Linked DNA regions of Sus scrofa: region 2 is linked to region 1. A link is a contact called in public promoter capture Hi-C data. All regions are on one chromosome and are shown on one strand. Each heading gives the region's core, a stretch centred on a gene start, on an enhancer-like site or on the middle of the called end of the contact. The rest is flanking DNA. Distances are from core to core; before and after follow the strand shown. Region 1 holds the start of GGT7 (gamma-glutamyltransferase 7). Region 2 overlaps TRPC4AP (short transient receptor potential channel 4-associated protein).

The links. Promoter capture Hi-C pulls out the DNA fragments that hold promoters and counts their contacts.
Region 2: a promoter capture Hi-C map of fetal liver shows a contact between it and region 1, with 3 times the contacts expected there. The contact joins the enhancer-like site here to the promoter of GGT7 in region 1. A contact is called at or near these places in 4 of 5 promoter capture datasets (fetal liver, liver and skeletal muscle), 14 of 47 Hi-C or Micro-C datasets (brain, embryonic fibroblasts, fetal heart ventricle and 6 more) and 2 of 2 datasets of contacts at active chromatin or transcription factors (alveolar macrophages and skeletal muscle).

What each region holds. Positions count from the first base shown.
Region 1 is chr17:38,252,654-38,259,916 of Sscrofa11.1, forward strand. It overlaps GGT7 (gamma-glutamyltransferase 7), which reads right to left and starts at 3,262. Exons shown (of 14, transcript XM_013985303.2): 1 at 3,041-3,262. The coding sequence starts at 3,209.
Region 2 is chr17:38,386,948-38,394,210 of Sscrofa11.1, forward strand. It overlaps TRPC4AP (short transient receptor potential channel 4-associated protein), which reads right to left. Exons shown (of 19, transcript XM_003359957.4): 12 at 5,761-5,862; 13 at 4,546-4,629; 14 at 3,442-3,532; 15 at 2,237-2,377; 16 at 1,588-1,696; 17 at 894-1,006; 18 at 1-40. Among named protein-coding and RNA genes, the nearest start is that of MIR499, 16 kb to the left of the region's middle. Within about 2 kb of position 3,549, at least 8 of the 83 cell types and tissues checked have an H3K27ac peak or open chromatin away from gene starts, as enhancers often do. A contact at or near this core is called in fetal liver, liver and retroperitoneal adipose tissue, where this site is marked.

The DNA.
Region 1 (7,263 bases), core at 2,012-4,511:
TTTTGTTTGCTGAAACTATTGGGAAAGAGAAAGACTTTCTCTCTCTCCAGATTGTAAGTCTGTTGCTGTTTGGGGCATCTTACCCTCACAAGATGGAAGGCTTTTTGAAGATGAAGCCCATAAAAGTGAAAGCAAAGCAAATGATGGAGAAAAGCCAATTCCCTTTCAGGTACCTCGATGCAGCTATGCCTGAAGCTCTGTATCCTTGAACTTTCCAGTTATGCTACCAATACAATTCTCTTTAGATGTAGCTCAGTTTTAGCTGGGTTTATGACAAAAGAACCCTGAACAGAGTTGGCTTGGCAAGTCTAGAACTCAGGAGAGAGATCTTGGTTGGAGACTGGGATCATATCCAGCTTGCTCGATCCTTTGAGGGAGAGTCATTAAAGATTTTTGAAACAGAAGGTGACATGATTAGAAATGCAAGGAGGTGTGGAGTTCCCTGGTGGTCTGGTAAGGATTTGGCATTGTCACTGCTGTGACTCAGGTTTGATTTCTGGCTGGGGAACTTCTGCAAGCCATGGGTGCAGCCAAAAAAAAAAAAAAAAAAAAAAAAATGCAGGGTGTTGGATGGGCTGGGGGTGGGAGGGGGTGGAGGAGAGGCAGGAGGCAGGAAGAATTGCTATATTACTTATGGGTACTACAGGTTAAGAGAGGATGGTGGTAAATCTACAGTGGTGATGACAGGAATGATGAGATAGAATTTGGAAGATATTTAGAAGGGAGACAGAGAACATTTGATCACTGTTTAGAAATGAGAGGAAGGGAGAGAATCATGGGTGGCTCCTGGACTTCTACCTTGGGAACTGGAGGAATGGCAGTGTCATTAACTGAGATTGACATTGGAGGAAGAACGGGTGTATGAGTACAGCACAGAACATGCTGAAGGTGAAGAACTTGCAGGATATTCAGAGGTGAACATCTGGGGAAGAGAGGAACGCAGGCCTGGAACTCAAAAAGAATAAATAAAGTGTGTCCCTAATCTTGGAGTGGTCACCATCTAGCTCTGTTTCACTGGGCCTGCTGTGGGGCGCCTGGCACTTGGTTCTGGGGAACAGCAGACTAGAGGCTAGCTGGGCACAACCAAAGTCCTGCATAAGGGGCAGCACCATCAGGTGGCATCAGCAGACTGAGAACATAGGCGGTCATATTAACCAGCAGGCTGGTCCAACTGGGCCAGGGGAGCCTTGGGGCTTGGACGCAGTGCTGGGAAACATGGCATTGAAATGACTACACTGGTAGGATGGCAAAGTCCTTGGAACCTTAGTGCACAACCTTGGCATGAGGTGCATGTTCCCAGAAACTCAGGTGACTAGGGTCTCTGCTGGATTTTTGTATAGTTTAGGGTAGAGCCTGTATTAATTCCCCAAGGTGCTCCCTGAGGTTTGAGAACTTCCTCCCCTGCCACTCTTTCATCCCGAGATCTTCTCTTTCATTCATTTATGTAATCAACAATTTTTTGTTCAGAGCTCAATACTGCATTGGATGGTATAGAAAGGATGATGAAGAAGGCACTCATGATCCTATCCTCATAGGGCTTACAGACATGGGGTAATGAAAGTTTGTGCAAATAAATAACCACAGGTTTTGAGAAATGCTAAGATATTTATAGAAAATGAGGATAAATCATATCAGGGGTTTCCAATCTCTAGACTGGGAGAGATAGGCATTCCCCGATAGGCTGGAAGAGGGAACACAGGCTGGTCAGGGTAACTGTATCCATTGTCCCATAATGACTGCTGGGACCAAAAGTAACATTCCTGACCCCCGAAGAAAGGACCTGGTTTCAGGCTGGTATCCACCAGGACACTTCTTCCTGCTACCTCCTGATTCCAGAACTACTCCCTCCAGAAAAGAAATTTTAATCGGCAGCTTTGACATTTGATGTCCCAAAGCCTCCCCATCTTCCCCTCAAACTCCCTCCAGGTGGGATCCATCTAGTCAGGTTGGCAGGGGCTGTTGGTCAGGGCCAGGTGACTGGAAAGTTGTGGAGGGAGAAAGAATTTGGGGCTATCAGGCTAGGCATGGCCACAGAAGGGCCAAGATAGAGAGGGCTGGGCTGAGAAGCAGAATCTGCCAGGCTGGTAAGGGATACGACTCAAGTGCAGGCACGGAGAGGAAGAGAGAGTGAAGCAGAAGGATGCTCTAATGCCAGGAAGTGACGTTGAGAGAATGAGGGATAGGAGATGGAGGTTGAAGAATGGAGGGGAGGATAGAGCTCAGCCACATGGATAGGAGAGGGAGCATTAGGGAAGAAACGCTCAGAGAGCTCTTGGCCGCAGCTCTCCCCCAAGCCCTGTCTCCTCCTTTCCTATTTTCCACTCCTGGCCTTGCCTGTTCCTGCAGAGGGCTGAAGGGAATACAGTAAAATACTGGGGCCTGTTTCCTAGGGGGCAGGGTACCTTACTAAGATCAGGCTTGGCCTGATCCATTGCTCTGGGAGGGGTGAGGTAATCCACAGGGCAGTGAAGGTGCTCTGGTCCCCAAGGACTTTGAGAGGTCATGCAGTCCATCCCCCTGTCTCCCAAACCTATCACTCGCAGATAGATGGGAATCATATTCTCTTTACCGTTCCCTGGACATGAAGAGATTCCCAGTTTCTCCTCATGGTCTCTTCTTCCCACAATCCCTGGCTGTGTGGAAGTTCTTCTCAAAGCCTAGCCTCTATCCATCCTGCTGCAGTCTCTGACTTGGTTTCTCCTATTCTCTTCTCCTTGACTACAGAAAGTCCCCTCTGGGTGATCACAGTTGCTCTTTAGGATCTCCCCTCCAACATTCCTTCCTTATTAGTTGGCTCTTCCGAAAGGGTAACCCCAATCCCTCCTACTGCAGTTCCCGGCATCCTCCCTTGTCGCATCCTGAGCCTCCAAGGTAGAAATGCATCCCCAATCCCACCAGATAATTAACAAAGACAGGGAGAAGGAAGAGGTCCGGGAAGAAGGGAGTAAATTAGGGAGATGGAGCTGGAGGTGATGCTCTGCGCAAATGGAGGAGGGCCGGGGCCGTCCCAGGGGGCAGGGACTGGGCCAGCGGGCCTCACCGGTATCAGGGTCTCCGAGGAAGGCGTCCTCGTCCTTGCGGCCTCTCAGAGGGACGGCGGGCGCGGGCTCGTCCTCCGGCAGCCTCGGGAAGCTGGTGATGCTCATGTAGTCCACCGGCGAGTAGGCGCCCAGGGCGCTTTCCTGACTGGCCTCGTTCTCCGCCGCCATCCTCGCCCGCGCCCCCCAGCAGCGCTGCGCCTGCCGGAAGTGCTGCGGCGGGGGCGGGGGGCGGAGCCTGAGTTCCTGAACTGCCGGGAGGGGGCGCCTCACCCCGACCCTTGGAAGGTGCGGGTGTTTGACTCGTGCACCCCCCCACCGCCACCCTTTGCTTAGCGCTGCCAGCCTGCGTTGCGCTCATACGCTGGAATGCAGGTGTGCACGGAAATCCAGGAGGGCAGATCCCAGTCGTGCAGTGGCGGGTCAGGAGGGAAGAGCGCGCGGTAAGCACGCCCTTAGAGACTCGGGACAACTTATGCAGCCCAGGAGCCAAACCCCTTTCTCCTTCCAGTATGAGCTAGAATCCTCCCCAAACTCCAGGTTCTCTCTTTGGCCCGCAGTCCCTTTCATTGGCCGCAAACCTCTCTCTTCGACCCCAGATCCTGTCTCTAATGCCAAACTCCTCAAACCCCAGACCCTTCCTTGGACTCCAAGATCCTTATCCTCCTACCTCAGATTCTTCCTCCAATCCCAGACCCCTCTTTTGACTTCAGACTCTCTCTTCACCCTCCCCCCCGGCCCCCAGCCCTAGCCAGCCCTGCTTCTTCTGCAACCTTCTTCATTCATTTCGAGGCCCCTCCTTGAACGTCTCTGGACGTCAGATTCCCTCCCTGGACCCTTGACATTTCTCTGACTCCTCTTTCAATCACAACACCTTCTGGGACCCCTGACCTATCAGTATAGGGCAATGAACCCAAATTTGAGCTTGCGTTAGGATTTTTAAAAGTGGATCCCTAGATTCCACTCTAGAGATCATGACATAGGTGGCTGGAATGGGGTCTCTAGAACCTACATATAGCGTCATTTAAAGAGTTTTTTGTTTTTTCTTTTTCTTTCTTTCTTTTTTTTTTCTTTTTTTGCTATTTCTTGGGCCGCTCCCATGGCATATGGAGGTTCCCAGGCTAGGGGTTGAATTGGAGCTGCAGCCACCGGCCTACGCCAAAGCCACAGCAACATGGGATCCGAGCCGCGTCTGCAACCTACACCACAGCTCACTGCAACGCCGGATCGTTAGCCCACTGAGCAAGGGCAGGGACCGAACCCGCAACCTCATGGTTCCTAATCGGATTCGTTAACCACTGCGCCACGACAGGAACTCCTGTTTTTTCTTTTTCTTTTTCAGGCCACAACTGTGGCATATGGAAGTTCCTATGCTAGGGGTCCAATCCAGCCTACACCACAGCTCAGGGCAATATAGGATCCTTAACCCACTGAGTGAGGCCAGGGATGGAACCCGGATCCTCATGGATACTACTGGGGTTCTTAACCCGCTGGGCTACAACAGGAACTTTCTATAAAGAGTTTTTGATATGATCCAGAAAATATACCGGGTTTGTTTGTTTGTTTTTGTTTTTGTTTTGCATTTTAGGGCCAAACCCAGAGCATATGGAGGTTCCCAGGCTAGGGGTTGAATCGGAACTGCAGCTGCTGGTCTATGCCACAGCCACAGCAACACAGGATCTGAGCCGTGTCTGTGATCTACACCACAGCTCACTGCAACTTGGGATCCTTAACCCACTGAGTTGAGGCCAGGGATCGAACCCACATCCTCATGGATCCTAGTAGGGCTCTTAACTGCTAAGCCTTGAAGGGAACTCCTGGAAAGGATGATGACAGGAGTAGGTGGGTGTGGAGGAGTATAAAAAGGTGGGGAATGAGTCTAAAGTCTAGGTGTCTGGGTTCTATTCCCTGGGCTACCGCTTATGAACTGATCTTGAGCAAAACAATCTCGTTGAGTATTGGTTTCTTCATCTGTAAAATGGAGAGAATAACAATATCCATCTCTATGAGGACTGAATAACATGTGGAAAGTGTTTAGTATATGGCTTGATATCTACTCAATAAATGCCATAATAATTATTATAATTATCATTATTTCCTTAATCTTGTGGATCCTTATCTCATCCAACCCGATCCATCTTCTTCCCAGTCTGAGGAATTCCCACTACACCATAGCTTGCACTACTATCACATCTCCAAGGATGGGGTATTTATTCTCTCTATTATTAAGTCTCTTGTCCAAACTCCCATTTCACAGTCCACAGAGAAAGGGACGGAGCTTCTTAAGCCCCTGGCCACACATTCCCTCCTTCCCCAACCTCAGGCTCCACGCTGAGATGACCTGGACTGCTTGAAAATCTGTTATGGGCTCAGCATCTTCAGTGCCACCTGTAGACAGGAGAGGGCAGCAGTGTGTTGGGAACAGCTCTAGGGCTTGCAAGAAGGGCTGGGGAAATGGTAGGGAAGAGGGCTGCCTAGAAATTTGTGTGTGGGATGGGAAAATGACCATTTATGGTGGGACTCTGTGCTACTGCATGTGCCTTTCTCTTCACAGAGAAGTTCATATGTCCACGGTGAGGTCCATAGGGCTTATTATGCTTCAGTGAAGTCTGATCCCTTGAGTAGGGCCGGTTCCCCTGTAAATGAGGTCTTTGTCCCCTCAGTGGTGTGCATTCCCTCAGGGTAGTAAGAGGCCCTTCAGTGGGGTTGAATCCTCTCTGTGGGGTCCATGTCTCTTTAGTAAAGTCTGTATCTTTTATTTTTTATTTTTTATTTTTTAATTTTTTTTATTTTTTATTTTTTTTTTGTCTTTTTTTTTTTTTTTTTTTGTCTTTTGTTGTTGTTGTTTTTGTTGCTATTTCTTGGGCCGCTCCCGCGGCATATGGAGGTTCCCAGGCTAGGGGTTGAATCGGAGCTGTAGCCACCGGCCTACGCCAGAGCCACAGCAACGCAGGATCCGAGCCGCGTCTGCAACCTACACCACAGCTCACGGCAACGCCGGATCGTTAACCCACTGAGCAAGAGCAGTGACCGAACCCGAAACCCCATGGTTCCTAGTCGGATTCGTTAACCACTGCGCCACGACGGGAACTCCGAGTCTGTATCTTTTATATCTCCTAGGAGAAAGCCCAGTAGGGTCAGTGACCTTCAATGCCATTCATATCCTATCAGCAGCCCTTCAGTGAGATCTAAGATCACTCAATAAGATTTATTCTCCCTTGATGGAGTCCTTGTGCTATCAGTGAAATGTGTGCCCCTTTAGAGCAATTAATGCCTCCTTGATGAAGTATCTGTCCTCCCAGTGGGGTCCATGTCCATTCCTTGAGGTCTGTATCCCTTCAGGGAGCCTTGAAACCCTTCCCTCAGGATTAGGTAGCTCTGGATCATAGGTCTGACCATGGGGGTGGGGGGCAGTGTTTGTTTTTCCATTTGGGTTGTGTTGGGCTTGAGTTGAGCTAATTAAAGAACAAGGGAGCAGGTGGGAAGAGAGGCTGAGCCAGATGGGGTCCTGTGTAGGCTTCAGGAAGTGGGGAGTGCCTGCTTTGAGCCTCTGAATCATTCTTGGAATTAGATATTTAAGGATTTTTTCTGCCTTTACAGCCATTCTGTGAACCAATGGGTGGTGTGAGCCCTTCTTAGTGGTGAGTACAGGTGGGAGATGAGGGTCCTGGTTGGCCTCTCCTTTCTGGAGTGGAAGGGCTAGAGGGAAGTCAGAGGTATTTGAGCCCAGGTGGGGCAAGGGAGACGTCTCTTGGTGAAGAGACCGGGAAGGAAAGAAGGGGAAGGAAAGTGAGTGATTCCTTCTGTTTACATACACTTTGTCATTTCACAAGCCACAGCTTCAGCCAAATGAGGCTGGTAAAAAGACCTGGAGTCAGGACCTAGGTTTGGCTCTAACATGTCGTCGTTTTCTCTGTGACCTTGTACAAAGTCCTCCCTTTACCTAAGTTTACCATTTATGTAATGGGGAGATGGGTTTATTAGCAGAGACCTGAAGGCACCTCCTAGTCTTCACTCAGTTTTTTGGATGGAAGTTTGCGCAATCAGGGAAAGTAAAGACCTATCCTCGGGGGTGGGAGAAAATTGGAGTTTACTTAGTGTAGGGGATAGTTCCCCCAGAGGAAAGGTGTCACCCAGAAAGGACACCTCTTGACTTTTCAACTCTGTGGGGTGACAGGCTGTGCGATCAGACCACTGGGCGGCTCAGCTCTTTAGCCCAGCTCTT
Region 2 (7,263 bases), core at 2,299-4,798, 130 kb after region 1:
TCAGGATCACCAGGCTGGTGTTGAGGCAGCTGACGTTCTCCTGCAAGGACCAGGCCACCCGGGTTAGGCGCATGCCGGCAGCCCCTGGTGGACCGGGGGTGCCACCAGGTGGGGAGAACGGTGTCTCCAGCAGACTCCACAGGCTTTAGGCTGAGCCGCCTCTGTACAAAGCTGATAGGGGTCTGGGGAGAGGAGTGATGCCAGCATCCTGCCCCAAGCACCCTCCTAGTCCCTCACCCCCCATCCCCACCCTGTGGGATCTTCGTCATCAGTAGTCGGGGTCTGCTCCTTCTCCAGCACCAGCTGAGAAGGATCACTTCTTCTCGGGAGTACTGATCCCTGGGGGCGGGTGCACCACCAGATGCGGGTATCTCACTGTCATCCGCTCAGCACTAGACAGGCAGCTCCTCGAAGGAAGTGTCTCGGTCTGTTTTGTTCACTGTGCATCCCCAGCCCAGGGCTTCACCTCCATAAATATTTGTTAGTTGAAGGAACAAACCAACAACCTCTGAGAGGGAGCATATTACGCCCATTTTAGAAAAGAGGGGTGTGACACTTGGAGAAGGGACAGCTGCATAGTCAGGAAGGCGGAAATCAAAGCCAGGTCCAACCCCAAAGCCTGCACAGCAGGTGGGGCTCAGAGAGCGCTGGACTGGGAGTCAGAGCTCATCACCTGTCCAGACTCTGCCCCAAACCGTCTGTGACCTCGGAGACTTGCTCTTTCCCCAGGCCCTGTCTGGAAAATAGGACACTGAGCCCTTACAGAAAAAGTCCTCAGGACAGCCGGGAGGGCTTCCTAGGAACCAGGAAAGGTCTCAAGAGCTGCACCTCTAGGGTGAAGGCGGCACCCATTTCCCATCTCCCTCTGGCTGTGGCAGGGCTGCAGGCCTCACCTGGGTCAGTGTCTGCACGTGGATGATATTGATGAGGCGGAAGAGAAAGGACATCTGTGTGGGCACCTGGGATATGTAGGCAAGCAGGCGGCACTCGGACAGGACCTCCACAACTGGGGACAGAGAGGCAGAGTGTGAGCAGCTGCTCTGGCCCAGGGGCCTGACACCCCTCAAGGCTTCAAGTCCCCCTTGAGTCCTGACTCTGAAGCTGGGAGCCCCCACCGTCAAAACAACTACAGAAAAGGTTGGCTGCAGCAGGAACACATTTCCAGCTGTTCTGCCACCCTGGCTAATCCCTGACCAGGAGTCCACCTTTTCCCTCAGGCAGTTCTGGGACCCCTCTCTCCCTGAGACCCTCCCCAGGTCTCCCCACCTGAGTCCCCCACATCCCAGGCCAGGAGAGAAAGATGTGTATTGTTTTTTTTGCATTTTTACTGGCAACATGGGTGTTTTGTTTTGTTTTGTTTTTTTGTTTTTACCTTTATGAAAAGGTTGCATGTGCTCATCAGAAGAAGCACAGATGACTGACAGAGAAAAGTAAAATCAGCCAAGAAAATCACCTGGAGAGCCACAATCTTGACCCCAACCATGTGGGTGTTTGGTGCAGCTGCTTCCAGGCATTTCTATTTCTTTGTCAGAGGTTGGGTGTTTGACATCAGGGCAGATTGATCTTGGCATTATGGCTTTTTCTTACCCTTCATGTCCACCTGGTTTTCAAATCGGTCCAATGACAAAGTGACACAGCGCACCAGCATGTTGGAGTCCACCAGCGAGCTGTTGATCTGCTTCAGGAACACCTGGAACTGGAGCAGAGCCCGGGCTCAGATGGGCTGGGGGCGGCGGGCTCTTGGCTGGAGATGGCCAAGGCCCAGGGTGTGCAGTCCTGCAAGGGGCACCAACCCACCTGGGCCCAGCAGGGAGACCAGAACTCTGACAAACCAGGAGACCTGCCCCAGCAAGAACTCATCCCAGTGAGTTCTTCTGACACCACGCCCAGTGTTTTCTACACTGAAGGGATTCCTCTCCTTTTTACTGCAGCGGGTCTGAGCTGGGTTTCTGCCCCACACACCCTGTGAGCCTAACACACCAGGCCCAGTCCTGCCCTTCTGGGGCTCACCTGGCACCCGTTTCCACACCTCACCCCTGCCCACAAGCAGCTGACCTTCACCCCTGTGTACCCAGGGTCTGCAACTGTGGCCAGCACAGAGCACTGCTAATGACTGCCTGCCAACTTGCCAGGACTCGCCAAATTGAAACCAGCACCTGAAGACCTGTGACGACTGGGCCCCAACAGAAATTCTGGACAATGCATCAAACCCCACGGAGCCCTGGCTCATACTTACCTTTGCATCAGTGTTGATGTACTTGTTGAACCTCTTGAATGCATCAACATTGAATTTCATCAGCTCCCCCAGGAGGTCAAAGTAACTCTGGAGCACATCCCGTGACTTGCACTCACTGTCCACGATGCAGTAGAGGATGTGCTGGGGGTGGGAAAGGACAGGGTGAGGGCAGGAGAGTGGTGCTCCCCAGGGCCAGTGGGCACATGTGGCTGCTGCCCCCAGGCTGCGCTCACCTAGGCTGCCCACTGCCTGACCCCCTCCCAGCTCTGGCACAGCTCGGGCCGTGTGACGTTTGCTTTGAGCAAACATCCAGCCCAATGGGAGCTGCTCCCCCGTCTAGATTCTCAGCTGAGGACGCTGGGGGCTCCAAGGGTAGGTCCAGGCCTGACACACCTCACCAGGAAGTGGCGGGGTGGGGAGGTTGGGGTATGTAGCCACAATCTCTCTCGCCCGCCCAGGTCTGAGCCAAAGCCTCTGCAGGATGCCCAAGGGGCTCCAGCTGGCAGGGAGGGAGCCGTCTCCAGAGGTAACACTGGCCACTGCCCCAGCCCGGAGGCCATTCAAGTGAAGCACAAGGTTTAAGGACTCGGGACACATTTTGACCCCATGGTTTGCCTATTTATGTTAATGAATGAAAATGTTTACACTAAAATCAATGAATTTTTATCAAGAACAATTTAACTTCTTGATGAAGTTTTCTATAACAGTTTTCTTTTTCCTTTTCTTTTTTTTTTTGAAGTTGTATATGCTGATTTGGATCAATTCTTCTCCTTATGGATTTTTTTTTTAACCAATTCATGGGTCAGTTTCTTATCTGTTATCTTTTTAGGTTTTAAGCAATTGTACCTTTGGACATTCTGCCCTCCCCCCTTTGTAAATTTTGCTTTTTCTGGAGACCATTTTTCAAAAAGGGAAATTGACTTTTAGTCAGCAGCAAAATGTCCTCAGGGTCAAAAGGCCTTGCTGGGTAACCTTAGAGTCACTATAATCCTCCAAGGCCACCCCAGATCCCTCATCACCCGTTAAGCACCCACAGGGAAGCCAATGTTGAAAGCTCAGGGGAAAGAGCAGGGCAATCTGCCCTGGTGTCAGGATAGAACTGGTGCCCCTGCCAGCTGTCCACGGCTCGGGACAGGAAAGCGATGCGTGGGCCGGGGGTGGGGGGAGGCGGGGCGCCCGACACCCTGGCTCCTCCAGGCCATTACCTCTAGAAGGCCTCGCTTCAGCAGGAACATCTGGTCTGCATAGGAGGTGGTCCCTCGGAGGAAACTCTCCACAGCCCGAGCTTGCCAAAACCTGCGACCCAAATGTTGAGCCCTGGCCCAGGTGGCTAAGGCTGCCCTCTTCTGGCCCATGTTCCTTTCACCAAGGGGCTGGGAGATGTGTCTACCTTTTCATTTATCCACCAGACATTTCCTGAACATCTATCAGGCATCGGGCCTCCTACTAGGCACTGGGGACACAGCAAGAGCCCGCATCCTCATGGAGCTGACAGCTCTGTGGGAACAGTTCTCTATGTGGTTCTGCCTGGAAGGAGCTGTGCCTCAAAGGTGGCATCTAGGACAAAAGGCTGGCCCAGGAAGTCACACGTGGAAACACTCTAGGCTCTGCCCTTCAGAGGATCAGGAGGATTTGGAATGCATGAGGGAACCTGACAGCCGTGTAGAGACGGGCCACTGAGCTCATTTCTGATGGCCTGTCCTAGAGAAGAGGTGGCCGATTCTGGCTGAGTGGCCCCAGAGGGCAGTGCTGAGATCTGTGAGGGGAGGTTGGGACAAGGCAGGCTGAGCTGACAGGCGCCCTTGGGCGTGGAGCCTCCTGACAGCTCATTCATCCGCTACTCCTATCCACAGCCTGTAAGATTCAACTTAGACAAGTCTAAGAACTGAGAGCCCTCCCTGTGGGCGCCCACCCACCAGCCCCCAGCTGGGAAGGGCTTTCCTTCGTTCCCTGGCTCCATGCCTTTCCACACTGCATCTCACGCACAGGTTTCTTTCCATGCTTGCTTCCCACAACCCCGGGAACTCCACATAGGCAGGGCCTGTATCTCCCATTTCCCACCTGTCCAGCACCAGCACAGAAGAGGTGCTTGGTGAATGCTTGGTCAATTCTTGAAAGGCACTGTTGGCATGCAGCAGAAGCCACCAAGTACATGCTGAGTCAGCACAAGGGAGATGGCAGACTCGCTCCCTGATAGTAACCAGGTATCTGAGGTGGAAGCTGATGACTAAAGGAGGTATTTCTAACAGCTTAAGAAACACATGGCTCCTGGGCCTCTCCGGAGTGGCAGGGGCGTGTCCCAAATCTACCTGAAAGATGACTCAGCTGGCTCCTTCTTCATGACCTGCAGCAGACGAGTTAATAAGCCCCTCTTCCCATCACACACCAAACTCCTAAAATAAAATAGGAAGATAGGGGTCAAGTTCCACTTTGCTGAAGCACTGTGTCCTGAGGCTCTGGGGCTGGGTATCTCTGTTGGCTTAGGTGGGTAAAAAAACCTACAGGATGTCCTCCTGCTCCACCTGGTTCCAGAGCACCCCGAGGACTCCTGCAGTCTTGGAAATGAACAGCCAAATGCATTCTCAACACATCTCAGACCAGCTTTCCGGCCCATACTTGCTGACAAGTGATCAAAGGCCAGAGAAACACCCAGAGTCATATAGGCTCAGAACTGCTCGGGGGAGGGCTGCTCACAACAAAAGTGGGTGTAAAACACCATGACGGAGTCTAGCAGATGGGACAAGGCCTATGGCAACAGGGTGAGACAGAGAGGACCCTGGGCCCCAGATTCAACTCCAGATGGCCTTGGACAAGTACCCGAGCCTCTAGGCTTCTGCTTCCTGGTCCAGGAAGTAAAGACAGTAAACGAGGAAACAACTCAGGCTGCACCATGGGGGAGAGAGCGCCCAGCCTGGAGAGAGGTTCCAGACCCTAAGATTCCTCCTCCAACAGAGCAGCTCCACTATTTATCCACCACAGGCATTAGGGTAGGATGGTATTCAACTTCATTTGAACAAAGATTTCTGCTGCCTTAAAAACAAAATTAAAAAAACCACAAGAGAATTCTGCTGGATATAGTCCTCCTGTAGCTGGATATAGTCCTTCTGGCCTGACCCCTGTGAGCCTGTGACCTCCCTGCTCTGCTCCAGAAAGTGAGGCAAGCATAACCCCACGCACGGGCCTTGGCATGGGGCAGAAAGGAGCATGTCAATGAAGGTGAGTGACAAGGGAGAGGGCAGATACATACAACCTTTGGCAGGTGACCTCTCCAAGCCCCTGCTCCTTGGTCTGTAAAGGGGAGTTGGTGATGGCACTTCCCTCCCAGGGCTGCTGTGGGGCTCCAATGAGATAATGCAGGTGACAGGAGGACAGTGTCTGGCACACAGAAGCCCTCAGGACACTGTAGCTACATGCATGTGAGAAAGGACAAGTATGCAAACCTGCGTGCACCCATCTGTGAGCCCCAGGGCCCTCAGGCGCCCAGGGTGGGCTGTGGGCCACAGCTGCAACCCCCACACACTCACCTGTCAGTGTTGAGGACGGCTTCCACCTCGGGGATGTTGGCCTTGAGAGAGATGGCACTGAGTTCGTTCAGCTCTTGGTTGTTGAGCAGTAGGTACTTGTTCCTGAAACAAATGTGTTTGAGGTGGTAAAGTACAGGAACTGGGGCTGCCAGGTCAACACTGCGCTGGTTCCCTGCCCCTCTCCTGTGAGGAAATCTGAGAAGTCCCCAGTGCCACTCACCCCGAGCCGGCATTCTGCAGCAAGGCACGCAGCCCGCTGCTCTCAGGCTGTGGGAGTGTCCCGGGTCCCTACGTCCACTCTCTGCCATATCCACTAACAAGGCCCCTTCCTTGGCACCTGTAGGCCTTTCTTTTGCCACTGAACATTTCTATTTAATTTCTCAAAGGCACTGCCAACTCGGTGATGGCCAAATTAAACTCGTCATTTTACTCCTCAAACCTGGCCCTACTCCAGCACTCCCACCAGCCAGGAGCTTGAATCGGCCGGGACACTGCCTTCTTCACCCTTCATCCAGGCCTGTCATCGCCCAAGCCAAGTGGACAGAACCAGCTTCCTAAATGGTCTCCCTATAGGAATGGATCCTGCACACAGTACCCAGAACGATCTTGAGAAAACTGGAATCTCATCATGTTACTCCCATTAAAAACACTCCCACAGCATAGCTTTAGAATATACAAAATCCAAGCCTGTGAACATGACGCATCAGAATTAAGAGCCTCATGAAAGCTAGGGGCCCAATTCCTCAGGAAAAAAGGACATACTCAGAACATACTGGTGCCATTTTTCCAAGGACTGACATATGTCCTGGTTTAAGGCTTCAAACAGAGAACCTCTCAAAGGGGGTGGTCCACAAAAATCCAGACAAAAGCAGCGAAGTAAAGGCCCCTGAGGCCACATGTGTCCTCAGGCAGGTCCTCTCAGCTTATACAGTATCTCAAAAGAATTTAAACCAACAGGTAAAAATCAGGACCTTTCACATAAATCTTAATTTCTGGCTTTCCTTGGGGGGAAACTCAGAAGCTATGCAACAGCGGGCCCTGTATCCTGTACACCGACACCTGCTAAGGGCGGCTGTGTGTGCTCTAGCTTTCCTCAAAGCCAAGGTCACAGGTCAGCTGCCATTTACCCCTCCTCTGCACTGTTTCCTCATAGCAGAGAATCATTCTCCATGAGAAGTTGAAAAATAAAAAAATGAGAGAGGGCAGAATATGTTTCAAGGAGAACGGGAGAGAGTAGATCTCCTTATGCCGGTGAAGAATATTCCATCTGCCCCCTTGGCCACCTGCGGCTCCTGCCGGCCCCTGCGAATAGCCAAGCTTTCCACTCCCAGCTCAGAGGACAGACGGCTGAGAGATGGACTGACTTCCAAGGAAATAAGGGACCAGCAACTTCTGCACTCACTTCCAAGGTGGCTGCGGGGGCGAAGGGAAAGCTCGGCACAGCGCCTGGCTTAAAGGAAGGCCTGGACAAGCGCTGCTCTTATCGTGGACGTGCAGCACCAC